2 separate regions of the Mus musculus genome follow, and region 2 is linked to region 1. Evidence: chromatin contacts called from public Hi-C data. All regions are on one chromosome and are shown on one strand. The core of a region is the stretch at or near the end of the contact, and the rest is flanking DNA. Distances in the headings are between cores, read along the strand shown. Region 1 has its middle 72 kb from the start of Gm29243. Region 2 has its middle 51 kb from the start of Gm46069.

Region 1 (6,135 bases), core at 3,040-5,539:
CATATACATATACATATACATATACATATACATATACATATACATATACATATACATATACATATACATATACATATACATATACATATACATATACATATACATATACATATGGATGTCTCTTAAAATAGTTTATTAATTTCATTCTCTAATGTTAAAAGTCTATAAATTATTAATTTCATTCTCTAATGTTAAAAGTCTATAAATGCAGTAATCTATCTGTCTCAACCTACAACCTATTGTACCAACAGAGTAATTACTGAAGAGTCTACTTCAAATATCATGGACCTCAATCTAACACAAATACTTACTATGTTGCAACTTGTTTTCTAGTTTAGTATGTGAACCTCTCTCTCTCTCTCTCTCTCTCTCTCCCTCCCTTCCTCCCTCCCTCCCTCCCTCTCCGTGTGTGTGTGTGTGTGTGTGTGTGTGTGTGTGTGTGTGTGTGTGTGTATGTATGCATGTATACTAACATTCCTTGATAAATGCTTCCTGTGGGTGGACATTTAGGCTTCTGTAATGTCTCCTTATTGTTCTTCTTGCTATTAGGAAGCAGCCGGGAACAGCCTGTACATCTGGCTTTGGAAATGTGTGCACATTTGTCTACAAAATAAATTTAGAAAAGCAGAAATGGTGAGTCAAAGAATCGAACATTTTAAATCGTTACAACATTAATTGTGTTGTGCCATACTTTGCCAAATTAATTTTAAATGCTCATGCCTTTGTGTCCTCCCAGGAGAAACAGTGCACAGGGTATTGGTAAGGATCTTAGCCAAATGTGGACCGGGGATGGGGGGTGGGAGGGGGTAGAAATCATCAAATTTTAATCTTTGCCAATCCCATGGGAGTCAAAATAAGTGAGTCCCTGAATTTTCTTTAACTATCAGTGAGCATGATCCTTGTTTATGAACAAAACATGCTTTCTATACATGGCCTCCTTCTCTGTCCTTTCTTTAAGTGGCCTCCCTCTCTGTCCCCTCTTTACCTGGCCTTGTTACAAATGTTGCCATATTTTCTTCCCGGACCATCTTACCTCTGGTTTCAAGCATTTTTTTTTTTTTTTTTTTTTTTTTGGCTGTAAGCAAACCTGCTCTCCTTCCCTTTACTGTTCTAATTCTCACTCTGTGCTCTACAGAGCTGTACCTGGTTCTAAGATTTTTCTTAGTTCCTGAGAGTTTTGCTCTCATGCTTTTATAGATCCACATTTTTTTACATTGAAACATTTGATCCTTCTGGGATTTATTTGGTGCAAGGAAACAGGAATCAAAGCTTTCCCGGGTGAGGCAGTTACTCACACCAGGAAAACACTCTGAGTACAACCAAAACCTCGATGGCGCATGGAAAGCAAGTGATCGCTGTATCAAGGCTAGGCAGTTCGCCGCCATGTTCACCATCTCCCTCAGCCTCCACTATCTGGCTGCCTCATGCCCTCAGCCTCCACCATCCGGCTGCCTCATGATGACCTCATGGTCTGTGCAGCTGACTGAGTCAAGCCTCAGTTTACCTCGCAAGTGTGCCGACATCGATCAACTGAATGCATCTTCATTATTTTCCTACTTTAGGAATTCTTAACTTTTTAGAAATACTGATCGCATATATGATATATGTTTCTATCCTTGTTCTTGCTCTTTTGCCCCAGCCTGAGTCAATGCCAATGTCTCTTACTGCCCTGCTTCCTATCAAAGCATCTCATTACCCACTCATTTACAAGCACATAGCACGGCCTTGATGCAATCCACAAAAAGAACATTGGAATATGTTCTTATATGTGTCTGTCATGAATTCAGCTGTTTGTCCCTGCATTAGATGTTTCCTTGCCTGTGTCACCACGTTAAGAGTTCTTCTGACTCCTCCCCTGAGAGATGAGTTGACATCAGAAGGTTGTCGACAAAGACCTAGTCACTGACAATATTTTGAGAGCAGAAAGAAAAATGGTAATGGTGGATTTGTATAATGAGAAGAGCCTTGGTGAATGACAGTACCACACAAAGATAGTATCTTACACTGGAGACGCCAGGAAGTCTGACAGTTGGCTCCATGTCATTCACCTGGGATATGTAATATTATTAGATCATTAGCCTCTCGGCCTTTGCCCAAAACCTGCTCTTGTTTCTGAGCCAGCAGTGTCAGCACCCACAAAGGCCTCACCATTCCAGTCTCTGGAGTCCCTGTGCAAGGACACCTCTGAACGAGGGACAGAAAAAAAAATCATTAAGCAACTTCTTGTTGTTCAGTGGCTGAAGAATGCATAGGTCCAAATCAATCAATCAATCAATCTGTCTATCTATCTATATCTCTCATTTGTTCTCTCTAGTTCTTTCCTTCTCTCTCTTTTCTTCTCTATTCTATGCTGAAATAGTGCCTGAAAGAAAATGAAATGTCAAACAAAAACAAATATATTGTGTACTGGCTAGTTTTGTGTCAACTTGACACAGCTGGCGTTATCACAGAGAAAGGAGCTTCAGTTGAGGAAATGCTTCCATGAGATCCAATTGTAAGGCATTTTCTCAATTAGTGATCAAGGAGGAAAGGCCCCTTGTGGGTGGGACCATCTCTGGGCTGGTAGTCTTGGTTCTATAAGAGAGCAGGCTGAGCAAGAAGCCAGGGAAAGCAAGCCAGTAAAGAACATCCCTCCATGGCCTCTGCATCAGCTCCTGCTCCCTGACCTGCTTGAGTTCCAGTCCTGACTTCCTTTAGTGATGAACAGCAATGTGGGAAGTGTAAGCTGAATAAACCCTTTCCTCCCCAACTTGCTTCTTGATCATGATGTTTGTGCAGGAATAGAAACCCTGACTAAGACATTGGTAATACACTGTCAAATTATTGATAATATGTAACAAGTATATTGACAATATATTGATAAAAGCCAAATTTAGAAACTAAAAGCAGGTGGTCCCTCTGTTGCTGTTACCACTGCTCTCTTGCAGTGCAACTCAATAAGCTTGCAGGACAACCCAATAAGCCTGTCCAAGGAAGAAAGAGGGGGAGGGAAGAAGGGAGGGAGGGAGGAAAGAAGGAAATATTTCTCTTAAATGGGCCTTCCAGACTATGTAAATGCAGATAAAATAAACGGGTGGGGAGATACTTAAATTATAAGCAACAAAAATGTCACAAATCTACTAAATTAAGAAGAGACTATTAACTTGAAAACACATTCTTTTAAGAATTCAACAGCTAAGCTATAAAAGTATAATTACTATCGACAACAAGTTTCCTTCACCGAAACCAGCTCAATGTCATAAAAAATTCAAGTTATGAATCTTGAGAAATGTATTTTCGCTCTCTTACTGTCTGGCATACAATTACTCATTCCTGTTTGCTCACCGTGAGGCCAAGATGAGATCACCAGGAGCCAGCTAGCTTAACCCCCTCCAAAGATGATGGAGCAGGAGTAGCAGGAAGCTGGATTGTAGCATGCAAGGTCACAGTGAGTCAGCCAAACATCAGATCTGCCTTTGTGGTGCTTTGAAGATTCATGTCATCTCCCACAAGCAACTTGACAGAGTCACCTCATCTTGCAAAACCCTCAGGAGTGGCTCTTTGTGCCCCATGCTCCATGGCATCTTCCATGGAGTGTTCCCCAATTCTGCTGTCTTAGAAGGCTGACTGACATGGGCTCACCTGACTTCTGGTTCACACTTCTAGTTAAGTTTAATCCAGAGAGAGACGGGACAAGCTTATGAAGGCCTGAGGATGATTCTAGAACTTCTCTCTCAGGCCAGTGTCCTCCTGAAACTGACCAGAGCACCATGTAGGTAATTTTCTTTCCTTCACTTCACCACTTCAGGCCTTAAGTGTGTATATATGTTTGTTAGTGAGTTCTCTAGAATAACAAAATAGTATTGAAAGAGAGATTAAGAAAGGGGGAAGAGGAGGGAGAAAGAGAGGCAGGGAGAGGGAAAGAGAGAGGGAGGGGAGAGAGAGACAGACAAACAGACACAGGCAGAGATATTGTTAAATCAGCTTACTTTTAAATAGTAACAATAGCAACCTCACACCAGAAAGGTTAAGAGCCCTATAGTTACTTAGACCTTAAGACTATGTCCCAATCTACTGCCAAAACTTGGAAGGCTCTGAGAGATAGACCTGCTGGTCCTTGGCCAATGATGGAAAGAAGGAAATGCTGTTTCTGATACAAGCAAAGCAGTCGAGGGCAGCAGCTAGGGCACACAACTCTGTGGCAAGAGGGAAGGCCAAGTGAATGAAAAGCAAATATTCTGTCTGCCATGCCCCCTTTATCTGGGCTGCCACTCGGAAGTGCTATGCATGTTTGGGCCGGGTCTTGTCACACCCATTAAAGCAATCAGAACAGTTTCCCTGGTGAGGCTCCCTACTGAGTCGGTTTTAATTTGGGGCAAGTGGACCTTAAAGCCAGTCATGATGGTCTCCTAGAGTGCCTGAAACAAACGTCAGAACAACAGAACTGTGTTTCATCCTTCTAGGGACTGGAAGTTTATAATTAAGGGACTAGCAGAGTCTCTCTCTCTCTCTCTCTCTCTCTCTCTCTCTCTCTCTCTCTCTCTCTCTCTCTGTCTCTCTCAGGCTTTCTTAGCTTTCCTAGCCATTCACCTTGCAGTGTCTTCCGGTGTCTCTGCCATGTCTCTTCTCCTCTTATGAGGATACTACACACTGGATGAGAGTCCACCCTGCTATGTCTGTAAGCATCATCCCTCCAAGACCACACAGTTGAGAACTGTAGACAGATAGTAACTTCAGTGTAGCTGAAAGATAGATAGATTCATAGATAGATAGATAGATAGATAGATAGATAGATAGATAGATAGATAGATAGATAGATAGATAGACAGACAGACTAGAGAGATAGCTCGATGGCCGAGAACATATGTTGAAAGTATAACAAAGTAAAAACAGAATTCTAGGCCTTTAGGCCCAGGCTGGGGAATGTGGCCTTTGTAAAGGTATGCTAATCATAAAACAGATAGTGACATTCCTCCACCCACCTGCTTCCTGGATTCAAAGAGTGCTCATTCAAAGAAAGTCACCCTGGCCATTACCAGAACCTGCAATGCAAATGTGCTATTGTTAGAGGCTCTTAGAAGCTGTCTTGAGAGTTAACAATTACCAGGTATTCCTTGTGACTCTTGTAACTTTACACTTCCTTGTGACTCTTAACTGGTATCTTTGGTATCTTCCAACAACGCCCTCCCCACTTCCTTGAGTTGTGGTTTCTTCCTTTAAATACCCCCTTACCCAGCTACTCGGCGCGACACGGTCCTCTACCCCTGCATGGTGTATGACCGTGGGCCCGAGAGCACTCTTGAATAAAAATCCTCTTGCAATTTGCAGCAAGACCGTTTCTTGTGGGTGATTTTGGGGTGTCGCCTCTCCTGAGTCAGAACGTGGGGAAGTCCTCACATTGTGGGTCTTTCATTGTGGCTCTTGCATAGAATCAAATCAGGAATTGGCTCACAGTACTCACATGGCACCTCACAACTATCTATGACTCCAGAGGCTCCTACACACTTTTCTGGCTTTTGTGAGCACTGCACACACATGGTCTATAGACACACATACAGTCAAAATACACCAAATTAAAAATAAACAAACCTTTAAATATGTATAAACAGTCTTTATTAAATCTAAGGATGCTATGTGCTTGCAGACAGGAGCCTAGCATGGCTGCCCTCCGAGAGGCCCAACAAGCAGCTGAAAGAGTCAGATGCAGATACTTACACCCAACCAATGGACAGAAGCCAGGGACCCCTGTGGTTGAATTAGGGATAGGCTGGAAGAAGCTGAGGAGGAGGGTGACCCCATGGGAAGATCTGCAGTCTCAACTAACCTGGACCCCCGAGATCTCTCAGACCCCCTGAGCCACTAACCAGGCAGCATACACCAGCTGATATGAGGCCTCCTACACATTGACAGCAGAGGACTGCTGGGTCTGGCCTCAGAGAGAGAAGAGGCACCTAACCCTTGAGAGACTTGAGGCCCCAGGGAGTGGGGAGGTCTGGTGGAATAGGGTGGGGTGTGGAAACATCCTCTTGGAGATGTGGGGGGAGGTATGGAATGGGGAACAGTTAGGGAGCGGACTGGGAGGGGATGAAGACTGGGCTGTAAAAAAGGTCTAAAGAATAATAATTTGAAAAAAAAATCCAAGAATGTTCTACAAGC
Region 2 (6,184 bases), core at 2,632-5,131, 450 kb before region 1:
GAAAGAGAGAGAGAGAGAGAGAAAGAAAGAAAGAAAGAAAGAAAGAAAGAAAGAAAGAAAGAAAGAAAGAAAGAAAGAAAGAAAGAAAGAAAGATGGCTTACCTTACTGTGTAGGTAAGCCATCCCCAGTTTTGTGGTCCCCCTGCCTCAGCTTCCTGAGTACTGAGAGTACCTGAGTACTGAGTGACTGGGTATTAAGTTTGTTCTGTAAGGAATGGTATAGTGAAAGAGCCTGCTTGTTGAAAGCATTGCTTAGGGCTCATTGGTGATTATCAAGTGAGGTGAGTTTCTCTGAGAACCAGGCTTTCCCTCAAGACATTTTTGGTGATGGAGAATGTATAGGCACCAAGCCCACCCATTATCAGAAACAGGTGAATGCCTCATCCTTTCAATGCCTCTGGTAGGGAACAGATGGTATCACAAGATGCCCGTTAGTCATAGAGGTCATAGAGAGTTCAGGGGTGCTTAAAAAAATCAGTGCAGCTCCCATGTCCTCAATGAAAGCTGGAGAAGAGGCCTCTGTATGGAAGGTATCCCTGCATGGAAAGGAAAGACACATATTTATCTCCAGAGAAGAAGCAGAATAAGAGATGCTGTGCGACAAACCTATGTAAGCCAGCCTGGCCCTTCCTTGGCACTTTTCCAGAATCAGCTGCCCCAGGCCCAGCCCGTTGGTCTTGTTATGACGTCACCATAGTCTTTGTTTAACCTACTGCTTAGCACTTGGGCTTTCTCACTTCTTCCAGAGCCCCGCTTTGCCCCAGGGCTTCTGTGTACAGCAGCTCTATGTATTCTGATAGTTGTTCCTGTTCCAGTGGAACTTGCCGGCCCAGTCAGGCACCCTAAAAGGGTGGACGTAAAGTTTTGCCTCCTTCAAAATGGCCCTGCATTTATTTCTGTGTTCTGTTTGAATAAACGATTTCTCAAACGGAAGGATGTAATCCATGGGTGAATTACAACAACAACAACATCAACAACAAAATATAGTACCCAACAACAGTGTGTGTCTGTGTGTGTGTCTGTGTGTGTGCATGTGTCTGTGTGTGTATTTGTGTGTGTGTGTATGTATGTGTGTGTGTGCGTGCATGTGTGTGTGTGTGTGTATGAGACACTGCTGCATGTGTACTCCCTTCCAGTGTCTCCTGTCTCTACCTTCCATCTTCCAATAATAGCACTACACTGCATTACACATTCACTCCTGTGGACATTACATCACACGTTCACTCCTGTGGACATTACATCACACATTCACTACTGTGGACATTACATCACACGTTCACTCCTGTGGACATTACATATTCACTACTGTAGACATTACATCACATGTTCACTACTGTGGACATTACATTACATATTCACTACTATGGCTGGCTTTTCACATGGGTTATTTTAATATTAAACTGAAACTTAAATTAATTAAAAATTAAATTTTGATATGGATTTTTTTTAAAAGTAGAATTTGGATTCCCATGCCTATGCAGCAAGCTCTTTTCCCACTGAGCCATCTCCCCAGCCGGAACAGTATTTCTGTGGTTTTGTTTTCCTGACAGGACGCTGTATTCTGGTAGTCAGAGAGATGCTTCAAGTAGCCTCCAGACAGAGATTTTGACATCAGATTCCAAATTAGCTTGCTTATCACCACCAAAGAAATGTTTTAAATCATCTTTGCATCTCTCAGGTGGGTGGTGTCTGTGCTCGTATTTGCTTTTCACTCTTAAAGGTGGGTGAGTCACTGGTTTGCTGTGGATCTGTGGGCCTGTGTTCTTTTCCATAACACTCATGAATGATATTTAGTGTTTTTTGGGGATGACTATGAACACTGATCTAACACTGCCCTTGGACTACATGTGACTATTTACATGTTCACATGTGTATGTGGGGTGGCTCACATGCATAAATATGAGGAGTGTATGGGGACCAGAGATCAACATTGAGATTAAGTCTCTTTTTTTTGTTTAGGGAGACACTCACAATGGATTCTGCATTATGCAACAATGTTTAAGTTAAAGCAGAAGAAATTCTGTGGGGGGGCGGGGATTAAAATGGGGGACACTGGAAAAATCCAAGGGATGCTGGAAAGTAACAGGTATGATGAAGAAAGAAGTCCCCATACATGAATAAATTAACACCCACAATGGATAACAGTTTGGATAGAACTTGAAAACTCAAGAAGGGTTGGATAAAACTCTGCCTAACCTTGAACTCCAGTTACCTGTGTGGCTTGTACAAGCACAGTCCTTCGGACTGAGCATTCAAAAGTAAAGTTTTTGTGTAATATAAAAGTCTTTTCCCCTTGGCCTCTTTCTCTGCCTAGGAAGTACGTGAAACAGCCTCTTTCGGAATTATGCTGTATATGGCTTGAAAAAAACAGTTTGATAGCAAATGATTCTTTTGGTTTCCGTCTTGAATAGACTGGAAATTTATAGACCCTCTGAGCTGCATGGCGTGGGGAAGTCATTCGTTGGTAGTACTCTCCCACCTGAAGCTTGATGATTAAAGCCGTTCTCTCCCCCGGGGCTGCGTTCCTGTTTCAGAGGCCGATCTGTCACAAGTATACGGGGATTAAGTATTACAGAAGCATTCTGGGCTATTAAGTATAACACACTGTTCTGATGATGTTTGCATTCGGCCATGGCTTGGAGTCATCCTGCATATAAGAGCCCTCAAGAAAACTCTCTCATTAGCACATTTATCCACGTCTCTAAAGGTAACAGCTCTCAGCAAATGTCAGCACACTTATTGGTCTTTGACTAATACAGGCTTGTCAGCAAGGGGGCCGTGAAAGGGCACCCAGTGTAAAGGAAGCGACCGTTCCCCTCCTCATCTCTCTCTTGAGAGTAAATTGGGGCCATTATGCCGCCTCTGCAGGTCATACTGGTAAATGGTTTGAAGAACGTTTCGCTAGGCCTGGCCTTATCAACAGCTACAGAAGAAGCGATGAGGCTGCAGACACCTGACCACAGCTGAGGCGTCTCTGGAAAGGGTTTCAACTCTTACCCTTTAGAACAGCATCGCTGTGAACACAGGCGGGAGGGTAGGCATCAGAGCAAGATGATAACATTAGATGGGGTATACTGATATGGTAGGTTCAAGGCAGTCACAAAGTCTGCAGCTCCTCCCTTCAAGTCTCTTTCCTCAGCCTTTCAGGCCGGACTGCCCTTGTGACCAGTAGAACACTGGGGGCAAGAGTATGGCAGTATATGACTTCTAAGGCCAGGCTTCAGGATACCTTGCATCTGTCTACATCCTCATAGAAAAATGGTACTGCTGTGTGAAGACCAGGCTAGCCCACTAGAGAATGACACTATGTAGAATACAGTTGAGCAACCCTAGTTGGCATCCTTCAGTCTAAGTAGCTCTCCTGCCAAAACATCGGGCAGTGTCAGGAAAAGTCACCTGACCTCTCAATCCTTGCCCCACTTACTGACCCTAAGAACTGTAAGCACGAAAAGTGGTTTATTTGAAGTACTAGACATCACAGTGTCTTTCATAGCGCAATAGATGACTAACACAGCCCGTTCTGAAACTAACCTAACCACAGTCACAGGAAAGAGAAATGTAGGTCTTAAAAAAAAATTGAGCCCGGCAGTGGTGGCGCTTGCCTTTTATCCAAGCACTTGGGAAGTAGAAGCCGCAGATCTCTGAATTTGAGGCCAGCGTGGTCTACAGAGTGAGTTCTTAGAGAGCCGGTATTACACAGAAAAACCCTGTCTTAAAAACCAAAAACCAAAAACAACAAAAAATTAAGTGTGCGTGTGTGTGTTTTCCGTGTGTGCAGATGTTAATAGAGACCAGAAGAGGTGTCAAATCTCATGGAGTTGGAATTACCGGCAGCTATGTATTGCAGGATTTCCCCTGTCCAATTACATTAGGGCAGGAGGAGGTCTGTGATTTGTCAGGGAAAAGGGAGGTGGAGCTAAGAGTTGCAGAGACAGAGAGCATCTCAGAGAAGGTAGGAAGAAAGGAGGAGAATAGAGGCCGATGTGAACCAGCATGGCCTTAATCAGCCATCTTCCTTCCTCTCTGAGACGCAGACTCTGCAACTCTTAGTTCCGCCTCCCTTTCCCCTGTCCAATCACAGTCCTCCTGCTGCCCTAATGTAATTGGACACGGAAAATCCTGCAACAGCTCTGAGCTGCCCAATGATATGGGTGCAGAAAGCAAACTTAGTTTCTTGGGAAGAACAGTGAATGCTCTTAGCCACTGAGCCATCTTTTAACCTGCGCCCCTGATGCAGGCAGCTCTTGATGGTGAATACAGAGCTACAGCAAGCTCTAAAGTAATTTCACGTGAACAAATTGGATCCTACTAGAAATACCATAAGCCATGATATTTTTGTATGACTTTGGATCAGCTATTCTCCAAATCAGCACAGAATTGTCTTCCTCTTCTTAAATAGTACCTTAGGACCTGGCGGACTTCTGAAATTTTCCTTCTATGATAGGACAAGGGTGAAGCAGAATAGGACGAATGATTTCTGATGTCCTACAGCCCCATAGGGTGACCATGATTGGTAGCCACGGTACATTTTGAAGACGATAGAAGAGAGAATTTTGAATGTTTTCAACATGAGAGGGTCAGAGCTTGTGGTGAGAGACGTGCCAGGTCCCCTGATTTGATTATTAGTCTTCGTATTTGTTCATTCAAATATCACGCTGTGCCCCCAAAACACAATTATTACATCAGTTCAAATAATGTATGTTTAATAACATGGTCTGGTGCAATGCTGGCATACATGGAAATGATGGAGCTTATGAATGAATTCCTAGGCATTTTGCAAGGTAAATATTAAATATTTTTATAACTGAAAACTTATATAAAATTTGATCATTTATGTTTTGTCCCTAGAATATAGCTCAGTTATAAGGTTCTTGCTTAGCATTCACAAAGCCTTGGGTCCAAACTTCAACAGTGAAAAAAAAACATGTTGCCAAGGTGAAAAATACCCCAAAACCTATCACTTCCTATTGACATTAGTACATGCTATTCTGTGTCTGTTCCTGGGGTTATTAATATCTGTTAGTTCACTCAGGTACACTTGCCTTGCTGCATGGTGTGCTCCTGTGTATATCTTTGCATAGTGTGACGACATTAGTTACTTTAGTGAAACCATCAGCAAAAGCTGTAAGAGAGCAACATCACGAAGGTGGGCTTCACTTTGCTTCTCTGTTCAGAGAGTTCTATGGTAGCCTGGCCTGAAATACATACATCACGGTGACATTCACTTCAAGGTGGTCAGGGAACACAGAACACATAAAGGGGCCAGGGAAAGATATATCCATCAAGGGACTGTTCCTTGATAGAGCTCTTGGGGGTCTAATTGTCTCTGGAAATTCTCTCACTGACACATCCAGAATCATACTTTATAAATCCCCCCCCCAGACAATCAATCCTCCTAGGCAGTCAAATGAATGATCAATGTGAACCATCAGAATGATGTCACACTGGTCATTTGAAATCAGCCCTAGTAGAAAACCTTAAATCACAACAAATAACAGATCCTAAAATTTGTGGGTTTATTTTTCTTGAAGAGCAGTGGGGTTAACATTTATTAATAATTAAATCACACCTGTTTTCTCACCCAGCCTTGATATGAGGGTATGTGCTGAGTCTTATTGTATTTTTTTATACTGAGTTTGATGGATATCCTCAGGAGGCATGCTCCTTTCTGAAAGAGGAGGAGTAGATCTGGAAGAGAGGGGAAATGGAGGGGGAGGACAGGGAGGAGAAGAGGGAGGGGAAAGTGTGGTTAGGATATACTCAAAGCAAAAAAATGAATCAATGAAAAGAAACCACACACGGTTGACTGTTTATTTTGATTTGTGATGCACTTTCAAATCTGATCACCAGGAGCTCGTCGGCCCAACTTCATCAAAGCTAAGGTGTCTGCAGTCTCTAGTATTTTCTCTCACTTGATTTTAATTTGGCCCTGTAGTTGTAATAGAGTATCCATGTTCTGTAGCAAGGAGAAAGGAAAGTCTGAAGGGAAAGAGGTGAGACCCACATGTACATCTCTAAAACAAATGTTTCCCAGAAACCTCCACGAAGCTTCTGAAAGACAAGAACAGGCAAGACATGTAGTTTCTGGAACAGCTCATAGCACTCATCCCAATGAAATCTCCATTAATAGGTGAAACAAAAAAAAATTGAGGTAGACAACTGTCAGTCAACATCAGCCAGTGTA

Evidence for each region. A called contact is a pair of places that touch in the nucleus more often than the background predicts.
Region 2: a contact with region 1 is called in a Hi-C map of bone marrow-derived macrophages, with 16 read pairs. The contact joins two enhancer-like sites. A contact is called at or near these places in 1 of 39 promoter capture datasets (liver), 1 of 484 Hi-C or Micro-C datasets (bone marrow-derived macrophages) and 5 of 115 datasets of contacts at active chromatin or transcription factors (embryonic basal ganglia, embryonic stem cells, memory CD8 T cells and 1 more).

What each region holds. Positions count from the first base shown.
Region 1 is chr8:34,285,290-34,291,424 of GRCm38.p6, reverse strand. No RefSeq gene overlaps it. Among named protein-coding and RNA genes, the nearest start is that of Gm29243, 72 kb to the right of the region's middle. Within about 2 kb of position 4,289, at least 38 of the 459 cell types and tissues checked have an H3K27ac peak or open chromatin away from gene starts, as enhancers often do. A contact at or near this core is called in bone marrow-derived macrophages, where this site is marked.
Region 2 is chr8:34,737,843-34,744,026 of GRCm38.p6, reverse strand. No RefSeq gene overlaps it. Among named protein-coding and RNA genes, the nearest start is that of Gm46069, 51 kb to the right of the region's middle. Within about 2 kb of position 3,881, at least 48 of the 459 cell types and tissues checked have an H3K27ac peak or open chromatin away from gene starts, as enhancers often do. A contact at or near this core is called in bone marrow-derived macrophages, where this site is marked.